Linked DNA regions of Triticum aestivum: region 2 is linked to region 1. Evidence: chromatin contacts called from public Hi-C data. All regions are on one chromosome and are shown on one strand. Each heading gives the region's core, a stretch centred on a gene start, on an enhancer-like site or on the middle of the called end of the contact. The rest is flanking DNA. Distances are from core to core; before and after follow the strand shown.

Region 1 (2,747 bases), core at 232-2,731:
CTACTCGCACCGCGCCGAGAAAGTAGCACTCAGCGTAACTGAGACTAGTCGCTGCCGTTCTCTTCTGCTTCCGCCGAGGCGTCTGGTGTATGATGGAGAGGAAGGGAGGGTGCTGCTTGGCGCCGAGGTACGCAGCCGGGGCCCAGGCAGGCCAGGGGTGGCACATGGGAAGGGCCATGCTGAAGTTTAGGCCCATCGCGCCAAAGCCGGCGGTGATGGCGCCTGCGCCGATGCCGGCCGTGCCCGCTGGGAAGGGGAAGGGGAGACGGAAGGCGGTTGCAGGGCCAGGGGGTACCGGGAGGAGGGGACGGAAGCCCAAGAAGCAGGCCACGGTGGCTGCACCGACGACGCAAAAGTTGGACTACGTGCAGGACAAGCCTTTGTCCTCGCCGTCCTCCTCCTCGTCGGGGATGACGTCCGTCGACTCGTCGCCTCCTCCACCCCTGCCGCTCATGCCTGTGCTGCCGGCAGAGGAGGGGTTCGGTGGGGCGGCGCCGGTGGCGAATCTGGCGCCTGCCCACGTTGCCGGACTGGTCCTGCCGCCGCAGGCGCTGCGGCAAGCGGTGTCCTGGGTGACGGTTGAGGACGTCACAGGCATCTGGCGCGACGGCGAGGCGCCGTACGCTGCGGCCTGCGGCGGCGACGAGGCCCCAACGTTCGTGTCCGACCAGTGCGGCCGCGTCACGTGGACAAACGTGGCTTTCAACCGGGCAGTGTCCGGTAGGGAGGACGTAGACGCAGCCATGGCCCCGTCGGCGGCCGCTTCCGAGGTGCGGGTGGTGCTCGCCGCCAAGGATGGCGCCCCCGTGCCGGCGTGGGGCTCCTGTGCCGGTTTCACCTGTCGGGTGCGCGTCCCGTACGCATGCCCTCGCCGAGGTTCCCTCGTGGCCCCGTGCGACGTGTGGCGGCTAGACGCTGGTGGCTACCTCTGGCGGCTCGACCTTCAGGCCACCCTCAGCCTCTCCCTCGGCGGCTTCATTTGACTGCGTACGCATTCCATGTACGGAGACGTATGAACCAATCAAAATCATGTGTTAGTCTGCGCTATGATTATGGTATTGATTTAGCGGTCATGACTCATTACCGGATTTGGTATACTCTTATTATGAACTGAACTGTAGAGTAGTTTAAGAAGAGGGGTAGAGATGCAAGTGCAAAAGATTTCTTTCTAACAATGGTAGGGTCCGAGGACTCATATGGACACAGATCCCTTGACGTACTCTAGGTGCCATTGGTCCACTGACATGTCGGCCCAGGATCCTCGTAGCAAAGCTATATAAGGCTGGCCATAGCGGGGTAACATAACTAGTACTCCCTCCGTTCGGGAAAAGTTGTCCCTGACGACATTTTGCGAAAATCACCTCCTCTTTCTCCCGACAAACTACGCAGCCCTCCCTCCGTCTGCTTCTCTGCTCCGTCGCCTCGCCACGCGCCGGCCGCCTGCTCCGTCGCCTGGCCGCCTGCTCCGTCGCCTCGCCGCATGTCGGCCGCCTTCTCCCCCTCGTCTCGCTGCTTCTCTGCGTCCGCACTAGGAGATCAAGAGGGAAGGATCTCCTTTTCTGTAAAGCTCGTGCCTTGCCGGCTGCGTCGGCGGCGCTCGATGACCCGCTCCTCGTTCTCGAGCACCCCCTCCAGACCTCGAGCTCCGGCGGCGGCGCTCGATGGCCCGCTCCTCGTCCTCGAGCACCTCCTCCAGACCTCGAGCTCCGGCGGCGGTGGCATGGGAAAGACGACCAGGGCATGGGGAAGACGAAGACTTGCTCCAGCAGCTCATCTTGCTCCTCGAGCTGGTGGGCTGATGATGGAGGACCTGCACTCTTGGCTCCACCAGCGCCGCCGCTGCCGCTTCTGCTTCTGCTCCCCGCTCGCCCACAGCGCAAGTCTGTCTTCTGAATTTACAGGTGATGTCTGTCTGTTGAAGCAAGCAGGTGAGCTGATTTTTTGCAGCGATTGGTTTGTGCAGAGATTGGAGGAGGAATGGAGTATTGCAGAGGAATGGATGCTGCTTCTTTTGGTGCAGGTGAGCCATGTATATGGAGTACGAGTATAGTACTGACAAATTTCAGTTAGCCATGGAGATGGAGTACAGTAGATGAACATACAGTATAGATTCAGTTAGCCTTGCACTTTGCATGCTTCCAGTATTGGTGAACATACAGTAGATAAACATACATTATAAATTCAGTATAAACAGTATTGGTGATAATTGAGTTCAGTTGGTGACAAAGTCACTACTTTGTGTACACATTGCCAGAATTTAACTTGGAGTACAGTCACTACATTGCTTCTCTGCTTACAAAATTCAGATTGAATTTCACTATCAAAAGAAAAGAAGTGGAGATTAAATGCACAAGCACTTCAATTGTGTGCTTAGTAAAATTACCAAGTTCAGTAAAATTCAGTCTATGAATTCAGTTTACTGTGTGCTCAATTGTGTGCATCACTGGGACAGTTTACTGTTCATGAATTGGAGTAGATCTCTGCTTACATGTTTTAGGTAGCATCATCCATGGATGCATTCACTATTTCAATCAACTCCTGTAGATTGGGTTCAGTACAAAATTCAGTTAACTCCTATAGAAAAGAGAGATTCCAACTTAATCAATTTAATTCAGTAGAATTTTTTTTCACCTAGTCCCCCTGTTTCCAGGTCAAAATTGAATGTTGACAGTAGTAGTAAGAGTAGAAGAAGAATAATTCCAAATAAACTCAAATAAAGTTAGTCAAAAGTGACTATACAAAAATTT
Region 2 (2,700 bases), core at 6-2,505, 540 kb before region 1:
GCCGACTCGTTTCTCGTATTGCACAAGTAACACTTGTGATCCTCAATTGCCATTCCCCTTCGACAAAGAATATCTTTAGTGGCTAGTGTGTTATGTGCAAGGCGCCACATAAAATGCCTAACCTTGCCCGAGCATGGCAGTTTCCATATCCTCTTCCACTTTGCCTCCCCTCCACCCTCTAGGTCACCGGCCACCTAAGGAATCCCATCCCCTTGTGCAGCCCCGGACTCGGCTAGTGCCCTCTTCAGCTTGTACGCCTGCTTGACGGAGAATACACCCTTGGGGTCAAAGTGCCAGGCCAGGAAGTCAACTGCTCCATCTCGTAGAGGCATTTGAAGGATCAATTCCGCATCCTCCTCCCAAAAGATACCTCGGACCAGTTCCGTGTCCCACTTGCCGGTCGATGGATCTATGAGCTCAGAGACCCTGGTCAAAAGATTTCCTCCACGAGGGGTGATCACTCGCCTAGACCAAGCTCTGGGTATCCATGGATCGTCCCAAATGCGAATGCTTGCCCCGTCTCCCACACGCCATATCATCCCTTACTTGACTAGGTCAATTCCGTAGGTGATGCTGCACCACGCGTAGGACATGTTTGTGACCTGGCCCGCATCCAGAATAGAACTCTTCGGGTAGTACTTGGCCTTCAAGAGCTGTGCGCACAGGCTGTCTGGATTTTCAATCAGACGCCACACCTGCCTTGCAAGCATAGCAATGTTAAAAACATGAATATCTCGGAAACCAAGTCTTGCGTGCTTATGAGCACCTTTAAGAAACCGAGCCGTCATATCATCCAATCAGAGGTAGGTTCGCATCTGTCCCATAATATAAGAGCATTTTTTACACTACACGTAGTTCAAAGCGATCATTTATGTGTCATGTTTTACAATATTCTAAAATCAAAATCTCAGTCACAAAGCTACCATATATAGGGCGTCGTCTGGGTCCAAATTTGATGTCATTTTTTTTTGAGGAAGTCAAATTCTTCGGTTGTGGTGCCGATGTGCGTTACTTGCGTGCTGCGCAGCTCTTTTGGAAGTATGCAATTTATCACCATGTTTCTATGTTTCTACTAGTAGCCTCCGTGATGTAAAAGCTCCGCAAAGAAAAGAAAAAAGAAGCGTATGAATGGCTTCCACGCTGAACCCTAAGAATTGACAGTAGGCCCCTTGACGGAATTAATATTCTTGGACCCATGCGTCATACACAAACCATCAGTTCCATACAAGTCTCTGGTACACGCAGCGCGGCCAATCCCCCTCTCCTCTCCTTCTCGTCGATTTTGTTTTCCTCTCCACTTCTCTCCCACCTCTCTCTGCTACGCCTACGCTCCACCCTCTCCTCCCGTCCCGCCGTTGCAGACGCATCCAACCTTCTCCTCTCGCCTCCCCCACCCAGCCACCCCTAAGGGCTCGCCCTCGCTGCGGGAGAGAGATACGCGCGCCCACCTTCCCCGGCGGCTGCGGGGAGCTAGCGCGTCACTGCCCGCGCCCAGTCGCCGTAGAGGCGGAGGCGCTTGTCGGGGGGGAACACCACCCTGGCCGGGCTCCTTTCTCGTGGGCGCCTCCGGATTTGCTAGGTTGTGGCGCCGGGTGCGGAGCCATGTCGCAATCTCAGTCTCAGTCCCAGTCCCAGTCGCAGACCAACTGGGAGGCGGATAAGATGTGAGGATATCTTCTAAAATCTTTGGTTTGTTGCATGCTTCCTTGTGTTGATTCGTGGAGTTCTGCGGTCACGGTGCTTCCTGGGCGAGCATTGTGATAGATTAGTACCTGCGAGCAGCGAGAGAGAGAGGGGAATATCGTTTTGTGGGAGTTCCTATTTCTCAGCGGTTTCCATTTAGCTCCTCTTTTCCCAGTAGGCTCAGCTTAGCGAGTAATTGCAGGCACGGTTTGTGTCCTGTATAAATTCACTTCCCTACTAGACTGTTGTGTATGTTTGTATTAGTGATTTTAGTATACAATTAATTTGGTTCCAAACCTTAGGTTTTGATGTTAGAGTTTGCGCTTTTTGTCAAAATCCATTGTGAAACGATGGTTTTTTAGTACTTCTGTATTAGTTGATAATATTTTCACGAGGGCTGAACACAAAGTAGCTTCGTTGGATGTTGCAGTTTCACAAGCCTACTAATGATAATTCTCTCGCAAAAAAAAGCCTACTAATGACAATTTTTTCTTCTGAAAAGGAGGCTGAGACCCCCGGCCTCTGCATAAAAAATGATGCACACAGCCATTTTTATTAAATTATTCAACAAAGCCTGCAAGAACAAGGGGATGTTCAGAGTTGTACTAATTATCGTGGAATTAAGCCAATGAGCATACAATGAAGCTCTGGGAGAGAGTCATTGAGCACCGCTTAAGAAGAATGACAAGCGTGACCAAAAATCAGTTTGGTTTCATGTCTGGGAGGTCGACCATGGAAGCCATTTTCTTCGTACAACTTATGGAGAGATACAAGTAGCAAAAGAAAGACATGCATATGATGTTCATTGACTTGGAGAAGGCCTATGATAAGATACCGTAGAATGTCATGTGGTGGGCCTTGGAGAAACACAAAGTCTCAACAAAGTACATTACCCTCATCAAGGACATGTACGATAATGTTGTGACAAGTGTTCGAACAAGTGATGACGACACCGATAACTTTTCCATTAAAATAGGACTGCACGAGGGGTCAGCTTTGAGCCCTTATCTTTTTTTG

Evidence for each region. A called contact is a pair of places that touch in the nucleus more often than the background predicts.
Region 2: a contact with region 1 is called in a Hi-C map of leaf, with 4 times the contacts expected there. The contact joins the promoter of LOC123061443 here to the promoter of LOC123061440 in region 1. A contact is called at or near these places in 3 of 5 Hi-C or Micro-C datasets (all in leaf).

Annotation. Positions count from the first base shown.
Region 1 is chr3A:407,703,820-407,706,566 of IWGSC CS RefSeq v2.1, reverse strand. It overlaps LOC123061440, which reads left to right and starts at 1,481. Exons shown (of 5, transcript XR_006429000.1): 1 at 1,481-1,880; 2 at 1,964-2,020. It overlaps LOC123061439, which reads left to right and starts at 10. Exons shown (of 1, transcript XM_044484547.1): 1 at 10-1,080. The coding sequence starts at 90. The coding sequence ends at 983.
Region 2 is chr3A:408,239,022-408,241,721 of IWGSC CS RefSeq v2.1, reverse strand. It overlaps LOC123061443 (transcriptional corepressor LEUNIG), which reads left to right and starts at 1,255. Exons shown (of 17, transcript XM_044484560.1): 1 at 1,255-1,664. The coding sequence starts at 1,603.